3 separate regions of the Mus musculus genome follow, and all the other regions are linked to region 1. A link is a contact called in public Hi-C and promoter capture Hi-C data. All regions are on one chromosome and are shown on one strand. Each heading gives the region's core, a stretch centred on a gene start, on an enhancer-like site or on the middle of the called end of the contact. The rest is flanking DNA. Distances are from core to core; before and after follow the strand shown. Region 1 holds the start of Rnf20 (ring finger protein 20). Region 2 holds the start of Smim27 (small integral membrane protein 27). Region 3 holds the start of Elp1 (elongator complex protein 1).

The links. Promoter capture Hi-C pulls out the DNA fragments that hold promoters and counts their contacts. A called contact is a pair of places that touch in the nucleus more often than the background predicts.
Region 2: a Hi-C map of CD8 T cells shows a contact between it and region 1, with 11 times the contacts expected there. The contact joins the promoter of Smim27 here to the promoter of Rnf20 in region 1. A contact is called at or near these places in 1 of 39 promoter capture datasets (cranial neural crest) and 2 of 484 Hi-C or Micro-C datasets (CD4 T cells and CD8 T cells).
Region 3: a contact with region 1 is called in a promoter capture Hi-C map of liver, with 6 times the contacts expected there. The contact joins the promoter of Elp1 here to the promoter of Rnf20 in region 1. A contact is called at or near these places in 1 of 39 promoter capture datasets (liver) and 1 of 484 Hi-C or Micro-C datasets (CD8 T cells).

Annotation. Positions count from the first base shown.
Region 1 is chr4:49,630,666-49,633,465 of GRCm38.p6, reverse strand. It overlaps Rnf20 (ring finger protein 20), which reads right to left and starts at 1,406. Exons shown (of 21, transcript NM_182999.2): 1 at 1,255-1,406; 2 at 954-1,101; 3 at 56-212. The coding sequence starts at 184. It overlaps Gm45952 (predicted gene, 45952), which reads left to right and starts at 1,514. Exons shown (of 2, transcript NR_168526.1): 1 at 1,514-1,611; 2 at 2,603-2,800.
Region 2 is chr4:40,268,201-40,271,000 of GRCm38.p6, reverse strand. It overlaps Smim27 (small integral membrane protein 27), which reads right to left and starts at 1,422. Exons shown (of 2, transcript NM_001349093.1): 1 at 1,282-1,422; 2 at 773-963. The coding sequence starts at 1,326. The coding sequence ends at 859. It overlaps Topors (topoisomerase I binding, arginine/serine-rich), which reads left to right and starts at 1,160. Exons shown (of 3, transcript NM_134097.3): 1 at 1,160-1,327; 2 at 2,500-2,697. The coding sequence starts at 1,325. It overlaps Ndufb6 (NADH:ubiquinone oxidoreductase subunit B6), which reads left to right. Exons shown (of 4, transcript NM_001033305.3): 4 at 154-410. The coding sequence ends at 222.
Region 3 is chr4:56,800,955-56,803,754 of GRCm38.p6, reverse strand. It overlaps Elp1 (elongator complex protein 1), which reads left to right and starts at 1,424. Exons shown (of 37, transcript NM_026079.3): 1 at 1,424-1,596. Abitram (actin binding transcription modulator) reads right to left here and starts at 1,426. Exons shown (of 6, transcript NM_001081420.1): 1 at 1,029-1,426; 2 at 108-159. The coding sequence starts at 1,143.

The DNA.
Region 1 (2,800 bases), core at 157-2,656:
TTCAGGAACAACTGACAGAAGCCAAGCACACTTTTGCAGCCTCGTTTTCTCGTACCGTTGAAGAGACACCTCCTAACTTAATTGTTTCCACGGTGGTCCCTGAATCTTCAACAGCTGTCTTCTTCTCTGGAGGCATAGATGTGCCCGGCTCTCCAGCTGCTCTTTTATTTCCAATTCCTGACATCTTGGTATAAGATGACAGTTATATTTTTCTGAATGAAAAAACAGAAACAAAAATAGAAAACATGAACTGAATCAAGATAAGCAGACATGCCACAATATAAAGTACCTGTATATAAAAACTAGTAATTTTTTTCAGGCCAACTCTTTAACCTAAATCAAATAATTCTACGACAAAACCCATCAACCCTAAATCAAGAGAGAAGGGGGAGGGGAACTGTTGAGGAATGGGATTGACAGGATTATAAATTTCTACACAAGATGCTAATAACAAATAAAATTCTACTCAAATAATAGAGAAGCTATGAATAAATTTCAGGATTCTCACTTCCTGAGATGCCAAAAACAAAAAACTAAAAGAAGGAGAGTTTATTTATGACAGAGGTTAAGGTTAAAGTATTAGGAGACTTGGGGCAAGAGACGTGGGAAACATTAGCTAAGTCATTAATCCTATACAAGTCAGTTATCTCTGAATCTCGGTTTCCTAAACGAAGGACAACAACATGTTGCTAGACTTACTGCAACAAATGGATGGCATAGTTATAGAAACAACTTAGCATAATGTCAGATGAACACTAAGCACCCAGAAATGCAAGCGTTCTCTTTGCAGAGCCTTGTAAACGCTCCCTGAGCAGTTAGTTCTCCAGATGTCAGACGTAGGTGAGCACCCCAGCGCTTCCTTTGGGGAGCCGGGCTGCCTTTAGAGACCGAACCTGCCAACAATCCCCGTTTCTTTATCTGTTCAGACGGGATGCTCTTTCAGTATTTCCTACCTGACTCTGGTTCCGAAACTCACAAGGAGGTGGAATGGATGCTAGATGGCGAGCACCGCGGCCATCAGGGGTCTACATCCAGCCGGCTTCCGATCCAAACTCCGGGACGAGGCGTCAATGGCAAGCAGCAATCTGGGTTGGACCTCGCCTGCAAAGAGAGGAGACGGGAGCTGAGGAGAGAGCGCAGCTTGACTGGAGAGCGCTGGCCGCTGGCTCCGGCGTGGCTAACTACAGGCCGGGAAGATGGGACCCGAGAGTCCTCGCCGCTCACGGCCCGGGAGCAGCAGACGACAGAGCAAACCTGGGCTCTGGCAACTCCCGCCGCAGGGAGCGCGCGGCTCCCAGCGCTTCTTCACGAAGGCCCGAGAGGGACTCCAAGGGATTCACTTGGGATCCGCTGCGAGAGGGACTGAGCTCCACGGAGGCGGAGGCACGGAGAGGAAGTAGGGAAAAGGAAAAGGAAGTTGCTTCAACTTTACCCGAGGCACGGCGAGGAGAGGGCGGAAGTGACGTGTGGGAGACCGCCAGGCGGAAGTGACGCGTGAGGAGGGGGCGCAGTCAGTTCTGCGTGTGCGCTGCCGCCTCTGTGTTGGGATGGGCGGGGACTGTTTCAGACTCCAGTCCCAAAGTGACCGGTCTCTTCAACGCGAAGCATTGTGTACGGTTTTTTTGTTTTTTGTTTTCTTTTTTTTAAGGTCCATTATTATTACTGACGGAAAGCGTTTTGTTTATGTTTTGTGTTGGGGGGGCGGTCCTATCTCATCCAAGCTGCTAATTGGTTGATGGTCCTGTCCATCTCCCAAAGGGCAAGCGCCCTTACCTGAGGTGTGGGTGGAGCACTCTTTAAAGAGATGAAATAGCCTGCGTAAAACTCAAGGAATTTGACCGATTTCTAGTTCTGTGTAGTTTCCTTAAAGGGGATTCCAGCACGGCGATGGTAGCACTCGCCTTTAATCCCAGCACTCAGGAGGTAGAAGCGGGCTGATTCCTCTGAGTTCAAGGCTAGCCTGGTCTACAAAGCGAGTTCTCGTACAGCCGGAGCTACACAGAGAAACCATGTCTTGAAAAACCAAAATAAATAAGCACATAAATACATACATACTATGCATAGAAACCCTGCCTCAAAATAAATAAATACTACACAGAGAAACTCCTGTCTGGGAAGGCCAAAATAAATAAGCGGGGTCTCTATTTAGCACTACCTGCAAATGACACTCAGCTGGAGAACTTTAGTCTCTTGTAGGGTTAAAAAGTCACCTTCGCCGGGCGGTGGTGGCGCATGCCTTTAATCCCAGCACTTGGGAGGCAGAGGCAGGCAGATTTCTGAGTTCAAGGCCAGCATAGTCTACAGAGTGAGTTCCAGGACAGCCAGAGCTACGCAGAGAAACCCTGTCTCAAAAACCAAAAATAAAAAATAAAAAAAAAAATAAAGCCACCTTCATCCCATCCCATCTTCCCCCTATGGATTCTCATCACAGGTTTGGAAACTACTGCTTTAGTGTTTGGAGAGGATAAGATACTGACCAGAGACACTGGGGATGGGGGGGGGGGGGTCGGGGGGGGGGAGGAGGGTGTTAATTAAGAACAAGTCAATTAGTCTGTAATCTCAGTACCCGTCTTAATATGATTTTTTTTTAATGTGTGCATAGGTGTTCGAGTGCCCACATGTAAAGCTCAGAGGACAACTTTTGGAGCTAGGTCGTACTTCGAAGGCTCGGGTCTCAAGGGCTGAACTCGGGGTGACAAGCACCTTTACCCACTAAACCATCTTGCCAGGCCAGTACCAGGATGTTTAAAATTTATTGAGCGTTGATATTTTTTTTACGTTAGAAATAAACTACATCATT
Region 2 (2,800 bases), core at 173-2,672, 9.4 Mb after region 1:
GGGATTAATTCACCATCAGACCTGGCTTAAATTTAACAAATGTAAAGAAAGTATCTTTATAGTCATTTATTGTGTTGAGCAAATGTTGGAATATTTACAATGAAATGTATATTTGGTGAAAAATCTCTATTAAACACTTCCTGTTTTCCCTAGGGTGATACAATTCTGGAGACTGGAGAAGTAATTCCACCAATGAGAGATTTTCCTGATCAACATCATTGAAGAGTCCTTAAAAACTTAACAGACTTGTGTAACAGCACAAGTATGTTCCTAAAGTGCTGTATTTACTGAATCTGTTTCCTGGAAAAGTAATTAATAAAGCTTATTCTCAGAGTGTTATCACTGTCCGTGTTACTGTCCAAAGGTTCTATGATTTGAGACTAACAGTAAAAAGACAAATACTAAACAGAGCTATTAGCTACTTTTTTCTGTCCATTTTGATAAACAGGATGCAAAACACATTTTAGTCACAGTGTTGTTTACATACTGATTTGACATGAGGATGTGAAGTGTTTGAGCACTAGAATGAAAAGCTATGACCTGATACAAAATAGAGCCGGGCGTGGGGGCGCACGCCTTTACTCCCAGCACTCGGGAGGCAGAGGCAGGCGGATTTCTGAGTTCAAGGTCAGCCTGGTCTACAAAGTGAGTTCCAGGACAGCCAGGGCTATACAGAGAAACCCTGTCTCGAAAAAAAAAAAAGGGGGGGGGGGGTGTTGTCCGATCATTTTGAAAAATTGGCATGTTAACGCTTATCACAAAAGGCCACACGCAAATTTGTATTGTGAATTTTACTTTGAGTCTACATAGGTGCCATCTGAAGAAAAGAAGTGTTTGCTAAGAATTACAAAAGTTCGTTCAGAAGAACTTGTCTGGAAACTCCTTCTGTAGTTGTCGTCGTGCAGCTACAGTCGATGCATAGATGACGAATCCCCAAGAGAGCAAGACGATTGCAAGGAGCAACTAAAAGGAGGGGAGGAAAAGCAAAAAGAAGAAATCAATGTGCCGGGTCCTTTCCCTGTGTAGCCCGAGCAAGCAGCTACAGGTGGAAAGGCATCACATGCCTCTAACACAGTGCAGCCCAGAGGCAAGCAGGCCTGCAACCCCTGACGTCAGAGGCGGAAAAGCGTGTCCTCCAGGAAGAGGCGGAGCCGAGGGCAGGGCGTGAACGCTCAATTTAGGAATGGGTTCTGGAGTTCCAAGCTGCGAGCCAACAGTCTACCTTCGGCTCGCGGGCCCTGCCATGGTGCGCTCTGGAGCTCCGCTCTGCTCGGTACCTACCAGGGAGTAAGTCCAGTCCAGGCTTCGGCGACTCATCGGCCTCATGGTAAGGGAGCAGCGGGGACGGGGTGGCAAGGGCCCTACAGCCTGCTCGCGGGCGCATTGCACCCCGATGCAGCAGCCATTTTTCAGCGGGACTCTGCGCGCTCCCGCGGGCTTCCGCCCGGAGTTGGAACACATCACGTGATCCGGGCCTAGCCCGCCTTTCAGGCAGCAGAGGGAATAAAAGAGAAAATGTGAAGATCGCGCCTTTTTTGCGCTCACATAGGAATTCCTTAACTGCTTTATCCTGCATTTGCAGTGCGGTATTAATACAAGATAGTGTGCCATCGTGTGCATATAAAAGTTTATTGGAAAATAGTCCACGGTGGAAGAATCAAAGTTGCCGTCCCACACCCACATCGGTTTCCACCAAATGCGGATAGACCTTCATATGTTTATGCTTGACTTAAACATCTTTTACGTAACAAAAACATCGTTGGGAACTGTTAGTTGAGCCGTTCACCAAGAACAAACAGAATATTATCGCTGATGGCTGGAAATCTTTTCAAATATGTTGTACAGGTAGCCCGCATGGTGGATCTGCCGGCCAACAAGTGTTGACGGGCAGTTTGTCGAATGCTTGGGACTGCAGCAAGTTTGAAATACTAAGTCCCGAGAAAGGCAGCTTGGCAGGCCAACTATCAGGATGCTGGTGGTGTGCAGAGTGGAAGCCTGGCCGGCAGAGGCTGGGCCGCTCGGCTTTGGGCGCAGATGTGTCAGATACATTTTTAGTGTAGATTTCCGAGAGTGGAAAGAGGGAAGCGGGCCGCAGGGAGTTATGGCGGGGTAAAAGAAATGCCTGATGGTCAACCCAGCTGAAATAGACGGAAGGACCAGGGTGCTCTGGGAGCTCAGTCCAGTTCCCGTGGCACCATAGAGAATCCTAACAACTTGTTGAAGTTTGTGAGGTTCCACTGATACTGAGGCAGCCTTTCTGCATATTTGGTTGTGATTGTGGAGTTTGTGCTGTGCCCCCCCGCGGTGGGGGCAGGGCAGGGTCCGGGGTCTGTGCCGTAACGTCCCGCCTCCTGCGTGCGGCAGCGGTTTGGCGCATGCGCCCAGAGCTCGGGGGAAGGGGGTGGAGGAGCGGTGTTTTGCTGCGCGGGCTCGGGGGGTTGGTCTCGCCTTCTCTCCGCCTCCAAACTGCCTGTGGGTGATGAACGTTCTACGTCATAGGGGTCGCAGCCGCCGCCACCGGGGTCTCCGCTGTCTCGCGAGGAGGGTGAAGCGCCCCCTCTGGTGCCTGCCGAGGAGGGGAGGCGCCGAAGCCGCCGGGTACGCCTTCGCGGATCCTGCCGCCACCGGCCGAGCTTACTGAGCCGGCGGGAGCTGGCTTCCAACGGCCCAGCGGTTCCTGCCACCGCGTCCTCGGAGGTGAGTCGGCCGGGAACAATGGGTGAGGGGTTCCAGTAGGCCCTGGAGCAGCCCTGTGGTCTGGGCCTTCTTCCACCCGGAGCTCCCAAGGGCTGGGGTCGCC
Region 3 (2,800 bases), core at 175-2,674, 7.2 Mb before region 1:
AACACCACAGAAGACAGTTTCATGAATGCTCATACCCGACCCAAGACCGCACCAGGCTAGCTACCAGAAGGAAAGTGTTGATAGTTTAAGATTCCCGGTTTGCTTACCGGTTGGAGTGCTGGAGTATACAGTGGTCCTCACAGGGTTTTCCTTTAACATCTAGAGGAATAAATGAGTCGCAGGTTGTTGAACTGGCATTTACCACGTGATTACCTCCTTTGGTTCATGAAGATTGTTCATTGCGAAGCTGAGCACAGTGGGCAAAGTAAATAAAGGCTATGAAGTATTTTAAGTGGCCTAATTTACATAGAATCCTTTACTCAGTGTTAAGGCAGGTAACATTCTTAGCTCCTCCATCTTGTCACTTTAAAATGAGTACACCTAGAGAAACACTATTATAAGCGCCACATTGCTGACATTATGGTGGTGTTTTGTGAGGCTGTCTTGATGGTATGCAAAAATCACACGTTTTTTTTTAAATTCAGTCCTAAAGAGAATTTAGGATGCTTATCCTAAATATTATATGTGGGTCTACCGGTTTCCCTGAATTTAAAAAGGCTAAAATAGAGGCTAGAGGAGGATCCCCAAAGGTGGTATCGGTATTTTCTTGGCAGAACGAACACCAGAGAAGCCTATTTCAAACGTCCAGTGGACAATATGCACAGTTTCTTCTTAACACTAGATACTGCTTCCTTAACATTTCTTAATTTTTCTCTCCATGCCTAAGGTTTCTTCCCGGTTCGGCGTAGGATTGATCCCTCCAAGCACACCAACCCTTAGTAGTGTGGGGAAAGCCCAGATAGACCAACGCGGAGTTCCTTAGTTTAGTTCACGTCCTTTCCTGCAAACAACCCACACATGGCGCTGCGGTTCCCACGAAGGAAAGCGCCTATTTTAGCTCTTCATCAGCGCAAATCTGTATTCCTGGGACTAGGATGCTCAGGGAAGAGCACGGGTGGCTTGCATCGCGTGGCAGAAGTGCCTGCACCCGTGCGGTAAAGCGGAGCTCACCACCATCCCGCACTTACCCGCTTTATACCAGCGAGTGAAGTATCGATCCACAAGGGAGGGTGGCGGGGCTTCGGTAGCTATGACTACCTCTGGTGGCGCCAGCTTGGCTTCGGGGCAGCGGAGCTCTTCCATCCCTCTAGTCCAGGAGCGTAGTTCCGGCGCGTGGGAGCCGGTTGGTGTCGTGCGCACGCGCGCGACTCCCCGGCTGGCGGCCAAACTCCCTCCCCGACCCCAGTCACCTGTGATCCTGGGCCAAAGCCCAACTGTGGGGCAAAAACAACCGGGTGTCAAAGAGCTGAGGGACAGCAGACAGCAAGGTCCTGCCTCTGCCGGGTGAGGGCTCCCCGATCCCCTGGACCCTCTGAGCACCCTCGAGCTCCTGAGGAGGCGCGTCTGGCCACACCCACCCGGTGACGTCACTCAGCGCGCCTCGCGGGTGACGCCACGTCCGCGCCGCCTTTCTGGTGCTACCTGGCGTGTTTCGCCCTTCAGTGGATCGTGTTTCTCGTCTCCCGTGTGCATCGGCGGTTCCTTTCCAAACCCAGTGCGCCGTGAGGGCTCGGAGCCGCCTCGAGGGCGTCGTAGGTGAGCATTCGCCCGTCCCAGTCCGAGCCGCTGTGTGCGGCCTGGTCTTGCTGTCCAGGGCTGTTCTGGTGCAGGGGAGATGCACGCGCTTCTGCCTGCGCGCGCCGGCGGGCCGGGCGTGGACCTCTTCTTTCTTCGAGTTTCGGATGCTTTCTGTACACGTTTTCCCCGGGGCCGTCTTGGGGCGCTGCGAGGGATGAGGGTCCGGTACCCCAATTGCGGGTTTCCTTGTAGCGTGTAGATAAAACCTCTACCAGCTTGTCGTGGAAGGTGATAGGTAAATAGAGGCCTCTGTGCTGTGCTGCGGGTCCCTTCTCGCTCGCATTTGGGACTTTTCTATGAAGTAGTGTATCTCGTGCTTCCCTACCTGGTGTACCTAAGCCGGGATTTCTGTGATGGCTGTGATTTTATAGTCTTTTGTCTTTAGGGCCTAACATTTGGCAAGGTTTTGTTGTAAGTCACATAACGGATCTTAGGTATTGTGTAAAGGATTCGTTTGCGTATTGAGAACCATGATATATAACCAGCAAATATCTCGATGTGTAAGTGAAAGAAAAAGAGACAAAGACAAATTTTAGTTTGTGGAAACAGAGATGACAATAAGTCCCAAGCCAGGATGAGCTATTATTTGATAAGAGATCAGCAGGTTCTCTGTTTTTCAGGTTGCATTTCATATGCTTGTAAGGGTCAGCTTATGATAATATCAGGATTGATTTTAATGTGAGTTTAATGTTTAGTTTGGTCTTGTTCATTTACAAGGTATATAGGTTTATCTAATCTTCCCTTTAGTGAGCTACCAAGCCTGAAGGTAGGGGAGAAAGTGGATCAATGGTCAGAATTTTGGGACATGATCAAAGTTGTATGAAAGCACCTCTTAGAACATGTGTGGGTGGAGTCAAGGGAGGTGCAGTTGGAGGTGCCAAAGGAAGGCTGTTAGCAGATTATGATCCTAGAAACATTTGGAAGATGTTTCCTAACTTTGAAAGCATTGAGAAAACTACAGGACTGTGTAACTCCAAAAAGTTAAATGAGTGAGCAGTGTCAGAATGACAATTTAGAGAAGTCGGTTTTCATGCTAAAAGAATTGGGGCATTAGAGAGATTAATGAGTTTGCCTTTTTACCAAGTGACCATGGAGGCCAGAAGAAGGCATGGGGTTCCCTGGAATTGGAGTTATAGATAGTTGTTATCTGCTGTGTAGGTGT